Linked DNA regions of Sus scrofa: regions 2 and 3 are each linked to region 1. Evidence: chromatin contacts called from public promoter capture Hi-C data. All regions are on one chromosome and are shown on one strand. The core of a region is the stretch at or near the end of the contact, and the rest is flanking DNA. Distances in the headings are between cores, read along the strand shown. Region 1 holds the start of BLCAP (bladder cancer-associated protein). Region 2 holds the start of TGM2 (protein-glutamine gamma-glutamyltransferase 2). Region 3 holds the start of KIAA1755.

Region 1 (2,700 bases), core at 77-2,576:
CAAAGATAAGAGAACAACAACAACAAAAGACAGCCAAACCCAGACTTCCAGATTCCTCTTTGAAACAACATATTATAGATAAAAAGTTAAACTGGTTTTGGCAGCAATTCTAACAAGACCAAAGTCAGATATGGAATTGACCTGGTCACTGGAAACCGCCCAGGGCACCACAATCTTTCAACAGATTTGCTTGATATTAATTAGTCTTTGATTTAAAACAAACAAATAAATAAACAAGATCTAACATTTGGCCTTAGCACTTAAGCTGGAACTTTTTCTTTTTTTTTTTTTTTTTTGGTCCTGGCTTTGGTGTTGCCGTCCAGAAGGCTGAGGGGATGGTTGTACCATGTCAGGCAGGGCAAACAGAAGCTGTCCCCAACACACCAGTTCCCTGAAAGGGGTAAAACACGAACCAAACCTATAAACAGAAAGACCATTTCTTTCCTAGGACAGACCTCAGTCTGACCCAACATTTAATGTTGAAAAGGGACACGGAGGCCTGGAAGGAAATTAAAGGCGGTCTGGAAGAGGGAAGAAAAAAAAAATCAACTGTCTCCCATCCCCCATTCTTCTTTTCAGGCCATTACTGTGCCAGGCATTCCATTCCTTCAGCTGCCCTTGAGGGCCACTCCCCATACGTACTGGAGGAAAGGGAACAGGTCGGCAGACCTGATAGAAAATTAGAAGGAGTAAGAAGCACCCGCGACCCAAAGCTGAGAGTCAAGCTATCACCCCGGGCACCAAGGCGGTGGCGTGGGAGCGGGAGACCCCTTTCTCTCCTCTCCACGTCCCTTCTGATTAAAAAAAATGCAATTAAAGTGGCAGGGACAGAGTGACAGGACTCTCAGAAGCTGAGCCCCCTGCCATGTGCCCCGGGGTCTAAGAAAAGGTGGCCGCACCCCTAGCCCCGCGCTCCCTAGCTCTGCCTGCTCCCTCCCGAGAGCAAACAGGCGAGCGCTGACCTTGGAGGCCAGAATCTGAACCTAGGAGTCCGGTGACACGCCCTCGGGCCGGGAAGGGACCCCCCAAGGCCCAGGCTGGGGACGAAACAGGGCAATCACGTGACACCGGACAGGGGCGGCCCAAGGTGCACGGAAGGAAAACCCCTGAAAGGGACCGGACGACGCCTAAGGTGACCCCGAAGGGACAACATGGCGGCGCGGCCGCATTGAGGGCCTCTCATCCCGCCCCCAGGAGGCCAATGCCACAGTACCTGCAAGCCCTGCCATGGCGCCGCCGCCACCGCTGTCGCCCTCGCCGCCGCAGCCTGCCTCCACCTCAGCTCGCCACCGACGCCGCAAGAAGCCGGGGAGACGCCCCCTTGGTCTTCTAGACGAGCCGGCCGAGGACCCCTCCCGGGACCGAGCTGCCTACAGCATACGCCTGATCATACGACCTAAATTGGGGTCACTCTCGCCCACTATCCCCCCAATATTTGCCACATATAGCCTTTTGAAGACGTCCTACCAACGTGTGCAGAACTCCAGGGGCTCTGAACTCTTCAAGTCTAAAGTAGTTTTGATCAGGCGTATGCCGGGCAGCCCCGAATCTCGGCTCCTTTGGTCCCCTTATGCATATGCAGCAGATTGTGATCTTTAACACGCTGAGAGAGAAGGGGGCGTACCCTCGTCTCCGTAGGTGAGCGTTTGTTCACTGCGACCCTCGTGGATGACCCGAGTACTCTGGGAAAAACCTTCTCGTGGCTCAAAGTCCGCCTCCTCCCCGGTCCCTTCACCAAGGCCAAAAGGTCAGGAACGGAACTATTCCGGCTCAGAATTTAGGATTTGTCTTGGGTCAGGATCTGACTCTTCCCCACTTCGGGCGAGCCACTTGCCCACTGCGACTCATCTTCCCCAAATCTGATGAAATGCCTGCTTCACAGGGTGGTTGTAGGGATTAAATGAGTCTGTGTATCCATTTATTAGCTAATGAAGCACATTCTTCGAGGTCTTGCTATGCGTAAGTGCAGTGCTAAAAAGGCAAGAGAATAGAATGGAGAGTGACACAGGCGCTGTTCTAACTCAAGGCTCTGCCAGTCCACTGGGGGAGAGTGACGGAAGGGCTTCTACAATCATCGAAAGAGCACTCTCTGTTAATAATTTTAATCAAATCAACATATAATTATGCACGATGGGAAGTGCTGTGGGTGGAAAATGAAGAATGTTATGAAAAGTTAGTGGAATACTAATGTGGGGTGAAGAGTGAGGGTGGTCTCTCCATGGGAAGCTGGTATTTAGGCGGACACCAAGGACAGTTAGGAGCTGCACAGGGCAAGAGTGAGAGGGGAAATGTTCTAGGCAGAAAGAACCCCTTGTCCTAGATGTGGGGGTGGAAAGGAGTGGGTGAGGGTGAGAAATGAGCAAGTAGGGCAGGTTGTGCTACCTAATGAATTTGGATTTTCTCTTGAGGGTAATGAGAAGCCATTTTCATCGGAGGGCTGATAACCAGATTGCGGTTTCTGAAAGGCTACCCTGACTGCATGACTTAGAAAGCACTTTCCAGTGGGTGTAGGGGGACCAGTTAGAAGGCTGGTTTCAGGTTTCCAGGTGCACCTGGCAGGGTGGTGGCTTGGGGAGGTGGAGAAGTAAAGAATGTAAGATGGGCAGGTGGGTGCTGAGGCATTGGCAGCTTAGATCTTTGCCTTGAGTATGATGGAATGAAAGAGACCTTGACTAAGGTGGGAAGAGGCTGAAGAAGGTT
Region 2 (2,857 bases), core at 357-2,856, 590 kb after region 1:
GAAGTTGAGCCCCCACCCCCAGCAGGAGAGACCTCCACTAGCCACAAGGAAGAACTGCCCGCTGGTCTGCAGGGGTGAAGAAACACAGTTTGGGGCAACTTCAACTCCAGAGAGCTTAAGTAGGAAAGAGGCCATTGTCATCTCCCCGGGGAGACCGCAGAGAGATGGTCAGACCGAGGTCTGGGGTAGATGGGGCGCTTTTCTTTCACTGTCTGAAGGAGTTCCAGAAATTGTGCCCAGTCCCAGAGGTGCAGAAAAAACTGGGGTCTAGGATCCCAGGAGTTCCGCACTGAGAAAAGCCCCGAGGTCTTCCAGGCCACTGGGACCCGTGTAGGAAGTGGCCACTCTGGTAACGAGGTAGAGGGCTCATCATAAAGGGCATCTCTAGGGTCCCCCAGCCCTACCGAGGCCCAACCTTTGGGGAGGGGATGGGAAACGGCATGGGGCACAAGTGGTCACCTAGGTGACACATCACAGTCGGCCGTGAGCTGGCTTTCGATCACATGGGTTGGGGACCTGGGTCCCAGGGAGGGGCAGAATGGGTCCGAGATCACACAGCAGGCAGGGAGGCAGGCCTATGTTCCTCCTGCTCTTTCCTGCTCCATCATCTGCCCCGTGTGCCCATCCACATTCGCTCTGCCCACCCTCCTTCCTGGGGCTGCGGTGGTACAGAGGTCATCTCCAAATGCACTTGACCCAAGAGTCAGCCAGGATGAGTCAGTCCAGCAGCATTAGTGCAGGTGCATCTCCCATCATTGAAATCCCTCCTCCAGGATGGTAGCCCTATCCGTGTGTGTGTGTGTGTGTGTGTGTGTGTGTGTGTGTGTGTGCCCCACATGGGGACAGGTAGGAAATGAATTGAGCCCCTTCCTCATTCTTCTCAGGCCTCACAGACACACCAAGGGCGGGCATTACTGTCCCTGTTTTACAAGAGGGGAAACTGAGACTCAACAAGTGACCAAGGAAGGACAAGGGTTGCAGAACTTGAGGGCAAGGAGGGACCTGGGAGAACAAGTCTGCACTCAGTCTCTTACCTCAAAGGATGCTGAAAGCTCCTCTCCAGCCCCCCAGGCTTGGCGGGTACATCTCCAGGGGTAAGTATCTGAGGCCAGGCCAGCACCCTCTGCACAGCTTCATGCCTGGCACACAGCAGGGAGCCAGCCCCCACTCACTGACTAAGGATGAGTGACAACAGTCCCTATCAGAGTACCTTGGGGTTTTCAACACGCCTTCGTGTTGCATTGTCTCAGCTGATCCAAGGAAGCAGGGGTTAATGCCTGTGCCCTGGGGATGGGGAAACTAAGGCCCCAGCAGACCTGGGAGCCAGGCACCTCTCACCCAGCCCAGCCCTCCTGCTATGCTCCAAATCCAGGACTTGGGGACTGAGCCCAGCCTGCCCCGGTGGGACCATCGGAGGAGGGATGGTCAGACCTGGGGCCCCTGAGCAGAGGCGGCGGCGCTGGCCCTGATACTCACCCTCGGCCATGGTCAGGTGGTGGACGTGCTCCTCGAACTGGTGGCAGGACCCTCCAAGTGCAGACCACTGGCGGCTGGCAATGCAGAGGCCAGGAGCGCGGGGAACTTATAGCCCGCTTAGGGGCGGGCCAGGGGCGGGGCCGCGCGGGAAGGCGGGACCTGGGGAGGCGGCGGGCCCCGGCTGGGCTCCGGCTGACTCTCCACCAGCCGGCGGGGGCGCACCGGGGGCAGGAGCCCAGGGATTTAGGGAGGGTTGGGCAAGGGCGCCCCCTGCGGAAGCAGGCAGAGCACGGAGCGGAATGGCAGCCACAGGGACACAGAGGCCAGAACACCGGACACACCTGGATACACAGACTCAGACCTTGGGTAACAGAGACACCTGGACACAGAAACACATGAGCAGAAAGAGACTCGCGATTGTACCAGGAGGTACAGATATACTTGGATACAAAGACATAGACCCGTAGTCAGGGCTGACCGGGATCCAGAAGACACACACACACACAATCAGATACAGAGACATATGGAGCAGGCACAGACACACAGTCAGAGACAGAGGGGTTGGACACGTAGAGACACAGATACCCTCCAACAGATACAGCACATAAACCTGGACACACAAACACAATGACATGGACAGAAAATCAGATTAAAATCAGAGACAGCCAGCCAGACACACAGGAGGACGGGTATCCACCCACCAAGAACCACACACAAATAAGCAGAGGTCCAGATGCACCCAACTCACCGTCACACACGACGGCACGCCATCAGAGGCAGACACAAAAGCAGAGTGGGGCACCTACAGACACCCAAAGGTTCACATACTGGGAGATGGACACACACGCAGACATGGATTCATGTACAGACATGCAGACACACCGGCAAAGACAGACACACCACACCCGTGCCTGTGGCACAGCCCCGACAATTTCCCTATCTCACCCATCCCTCTAGCCATCTAATCATTCATTCGTCCATCCACTCACCCCCCATCCATCCACCCACTTACCCCTCCCGCCCTTCACTGATGGTGTCCTTCACAGGCCCAGCCCATTCCAGAAGGGAAGAAAGCCACCGTCTCAGGGACTTGACCTCTGACCTCTCGCTCCTAGCACCCTGGGGGGGTGGGGGTCCATTGCCCAGTCTTCTCCCTCTCATCCCCTGGCATCTTATGCTTCTTACCCACCATGAGTTCTGGGCAGGGAAGGTCCTTGGAGAGGCAGGGGCCTGTGAGGTGCCCCTACCCCCCCAACCCTTTTTCCAGAATAAATTCCATATCTATTGATAGCTTTGGGTTACAAAATCAGCCCCAGTTTCTGTTCCTATGACACAGCACAGGGAATAAACCTGTGTCGTTTTTAGTGGATGTTTGTCCCTG
Region 3 (2,782 bases), core at 46-2,545, 690 kb after region 1:
CTCGTGTGAGTGAGGGCACATGTGTTTAGCTGTGTGTGTCACTGGGAGCCTGTTTTGAGGCTCTGCGTGTGTGTCTGTGAACATGTCTATAGAATTCTGTGTGTGCCCATTGTGAAAACCCACACAGATTCAACCTGTGGATCACAGTCAAAGGGGTAAAACCATAGCCAGGCCTCACAGCCCTTTCCCAAATCCCCACCACTCCTGTGACACCCCCCAGGGGCTCCTGGGCCTATCTGGAGCTGGGCTGGGATTCCCTGAAAGCAGACTTTTCTTTCATTCTCTGTTTCCAGATATTGGCGCAAACACATACACGTAGCACCCCAGTCTTCTTGGGGTGCAAGGCCAGGGAGCCATGGTGGGGGGGGGGTAGTACTTGCCCTCCCCCCCCCTCCCCCGCCCCAGGCAGACATCCCCACCCATTACCCATGGCGTCAGGACAATGTGCAGATCTGACTTTGCTGCCCTGAGTCTAAAGTGGCAACATCACCCCAAGTTTTGCCAAACGACTCCCTCTTCTCCACTCAGCACCCTCGACCCTGCTTGCTCTGTGCTGGCCGACTGGGCTGAGAGGGGACTTTAACTCCCCTCCCCATCCAAACCCCTATGGGTACAGTAGGCATACCTCCCCCTCAGCCCAAGTCTCAAATGCCACACCACCCCCAAGTCCGTCCAAGCTCCAGAGCTAGGATTCCAGCTCTGATCTGTGCTGTGGGACGGGCAGTGTTCAAGTTTACCAGCCATCCAGCCTGACTCCATCCACCTCACACATGGACGGATGGAGCCGGGAGAGAAAACTGCACCAGAGCTGGAGTCTTGCACTCTCCAGCCCACCCCTCCTAGTGGGGACCCTGAAGCACAGACCCCTGGCCAGGAACCGAGAGTTGCCTCAGCCGAAAAGGTAGGAATCTGTCCGCCCCCCACCCCCGACACCCCCCCCAAGGGCTGTGCTTCATCAAAAGGGGTCCGAGCAAGGTGGTCCAGGCCTTGGCAGGCGTTACCATGGTGACAGGGTGCAAGCGGCGGCTGCTTCTCTCCTGGGCACCGGCTCCGTGGGTCCCGCCCGGCGTCGCTCTGTCCTGCGCCGCCCCTGGCCCCGGCCTAGCCCTGGAGCCGACGGAGCGGGCTGGCTCAGGGCGCCAACTCTGGCCTCATCTCCAAGGGGAGCCAGGGAAACGGGGGTTGGGGGGGTGGCGAGGGGGGCGGGCGGAGGGAGACAGAGAAGAGAGGAGCGGAGACTGGGAACGAGGAGAGCCGGGGAGAGCCGCGGGCGGCGCAAGCCAGGCCACCGCCGAGCGCGGCCTCAGGGGCGGGGCGGGCGGGGCGGAGCTGCTCCCCGCGTGGGACCTGGCGGCCGACGGCGGCCCCTCGGAGCCGGCGCCTCGCCCCCGCCCCGCCCGCCCCGCGGCGCGTGATGAGAACCAGGCGCCCCCCTCCCGACCCTGGGCCGCGCCGGCTGCCAAGGGGAACTCGAGCCGGCCCGCTCCTCGCTCCTCCCTCCTCCCCCGCGCTCCGGCCTCCGGCCGTCTCATCTGGAAGCCGTCGCCCCGCGCCTCGCCCATTATACAGACTGGCAGAGTGAGGCTCCCGGCGGCGTGGCCCAGGCGCTGAATGAAGCCCAGACTGAGATCGGAGTCCGAGCTTGGGTCCAGTGTCTTGAGTCTCTTCCTTGTCCACGTGCCAGTCGGGGGATTCTGGCAAATCATGGCCTCTCCTAAGCCTGTTTCCTTGTGTGTAAGCTGGGGATGATGATACGATGATGATAGTACCTGTCCCTTAGATGTGATGGCGAGGAGTAAACATGCCCCAATGCCCTTCCCTTGTGAAGCCCACCACACGCCCCAGCATCTAATGCAAGGCGCAGAGATGATGGTGGCTGTTTGTGAGTTCTTATCTTGGTTCGCTCAAGCAGTGACTGGCTGCGTGAAGGTGGCCAAGCCACTGTTCCCTGCTGGGCCTCAGCTTTGGAGGGAGACTGGGAATCTAGATGGTAACTGAAGTTATTTCTAGGTGGAGAACTCTGGGTCATCCATTCCTTTATCAAACATGGCGCCAAGCCCTGAGCCAGAACAAGACAGAGCCCCTACCCTCAGGTCATGTGCAGTCTAATGGGGAAGACAGACAAGAAGCAAAACAGAATATGTGAGTGTGGGAACTGCTAAGAAGGAAACAGACAAATGTTAACGCTGGCCCAGTAGGGGGATCCACTTAGAGCCGGTGGTCTAGGGAGGGAGAAAGAAGCCTAGATCTGAAAGAGCGGAAGGAATTAGGTGAAGAGTGGAGAATGAGAGAGTCGAGAGAAACAGAGTTCCAGGCACAAGAAACAGCATGTACAAAGGCCCTGAGGTAGTATTAAGTTTAAGGAGATCGGGAGCAAGCAAAGACCTGAAAATGGACGAGTATAGTAGTAAGGGTTTAAGGCCACAGAGGTTAAGCAGCCTTTTAGCAGAAAGAACTTGAGCTAGAAGCCATCCCACATTGCTGTGCAGCATTGAACAAGTCCCTACACATCCCGGACCTCTGTTTGGTTATGTTAATTCCAGACTAATAATCCCCAATAGCTCCACCATGCCTTCCAGCCAGAGGATCGCTCGATGATACGTATTCAGCAATCAAATAAACCTCCCTCCACCTGCAGGAGCCAGTCTGGATGGTTTTGGTACCACCACCCAGACCCAAGTTTGGGAGAGAACAGACTTCTTCCTAATTTTTTTTTTTTTTTTTTTTTTTTTTTTTTTTTTTTTTTTTGCATTTTAGGGCCGCACTCGCAGCATATGGAGGT

Evidence for each region. Promoter capture Hi-C pulls out the DNA fragments that hold promoters and counts their contacts.
Region 2: a contact with region 1 is called in a promoter capture Hi-C map of fetal liver, with 3 times the contacts expected there. The contact joins the promoter of TGM2 here to the promoter of BLCAP in region 1. A contact is called at or near these places in 2 of 5 promoter capture datasets (fetal liver and liver) and 1 of 2 datasets of contacts at active chromatin or transcription factors (alveolar macrophages).
Region 3: a contact with region 1 is called in a promoter capture Hi-C map of fetal liver, with 4 times the contacts expected there. The contact joins the promoter of KIAA1755 here to the promoter of BLCAP in region 1. A contact is called at or near these places in 1 of 5 promoter capture datasets (fetal liver) and 1 of 2 datasets of contacts at active chromatin or transcription factors (skeletal muscle).

Annotation. Positions count from the first base shown.
Region 1 is chr17:40,632,287-40,634,986 of Sscrofa11.1, forward strand. It overlaps BLCAP (bladder cancer-associated protein), which reads right to left and starts at 1,327. Exons shown (of 3, transcript XR_001302112.2): 1 at 1,214-1,327.
Region 2 is chr17:41,220,080-41,222,936 of Sscrofa11.1, forward strand. TGM2 (protein-glutamine gamma-glutamyltransferase 2) reads right to left here and starts at 1,607. Exons shown (of 13, transcript XM_003359989.5): 1 at 1,477-1,607. The coding sequence starts at 1,486.
Region 3 is chr17:41,320,033-41,322,814 of Sscrofa11.1, forward strand. It overlaps KIAA1755, which reads right to left and starts at 1,296. Exons shown (of 14, transcript XM_021077677.1): 1 at 1,002-1,296. The coding sequence starts at 1,004.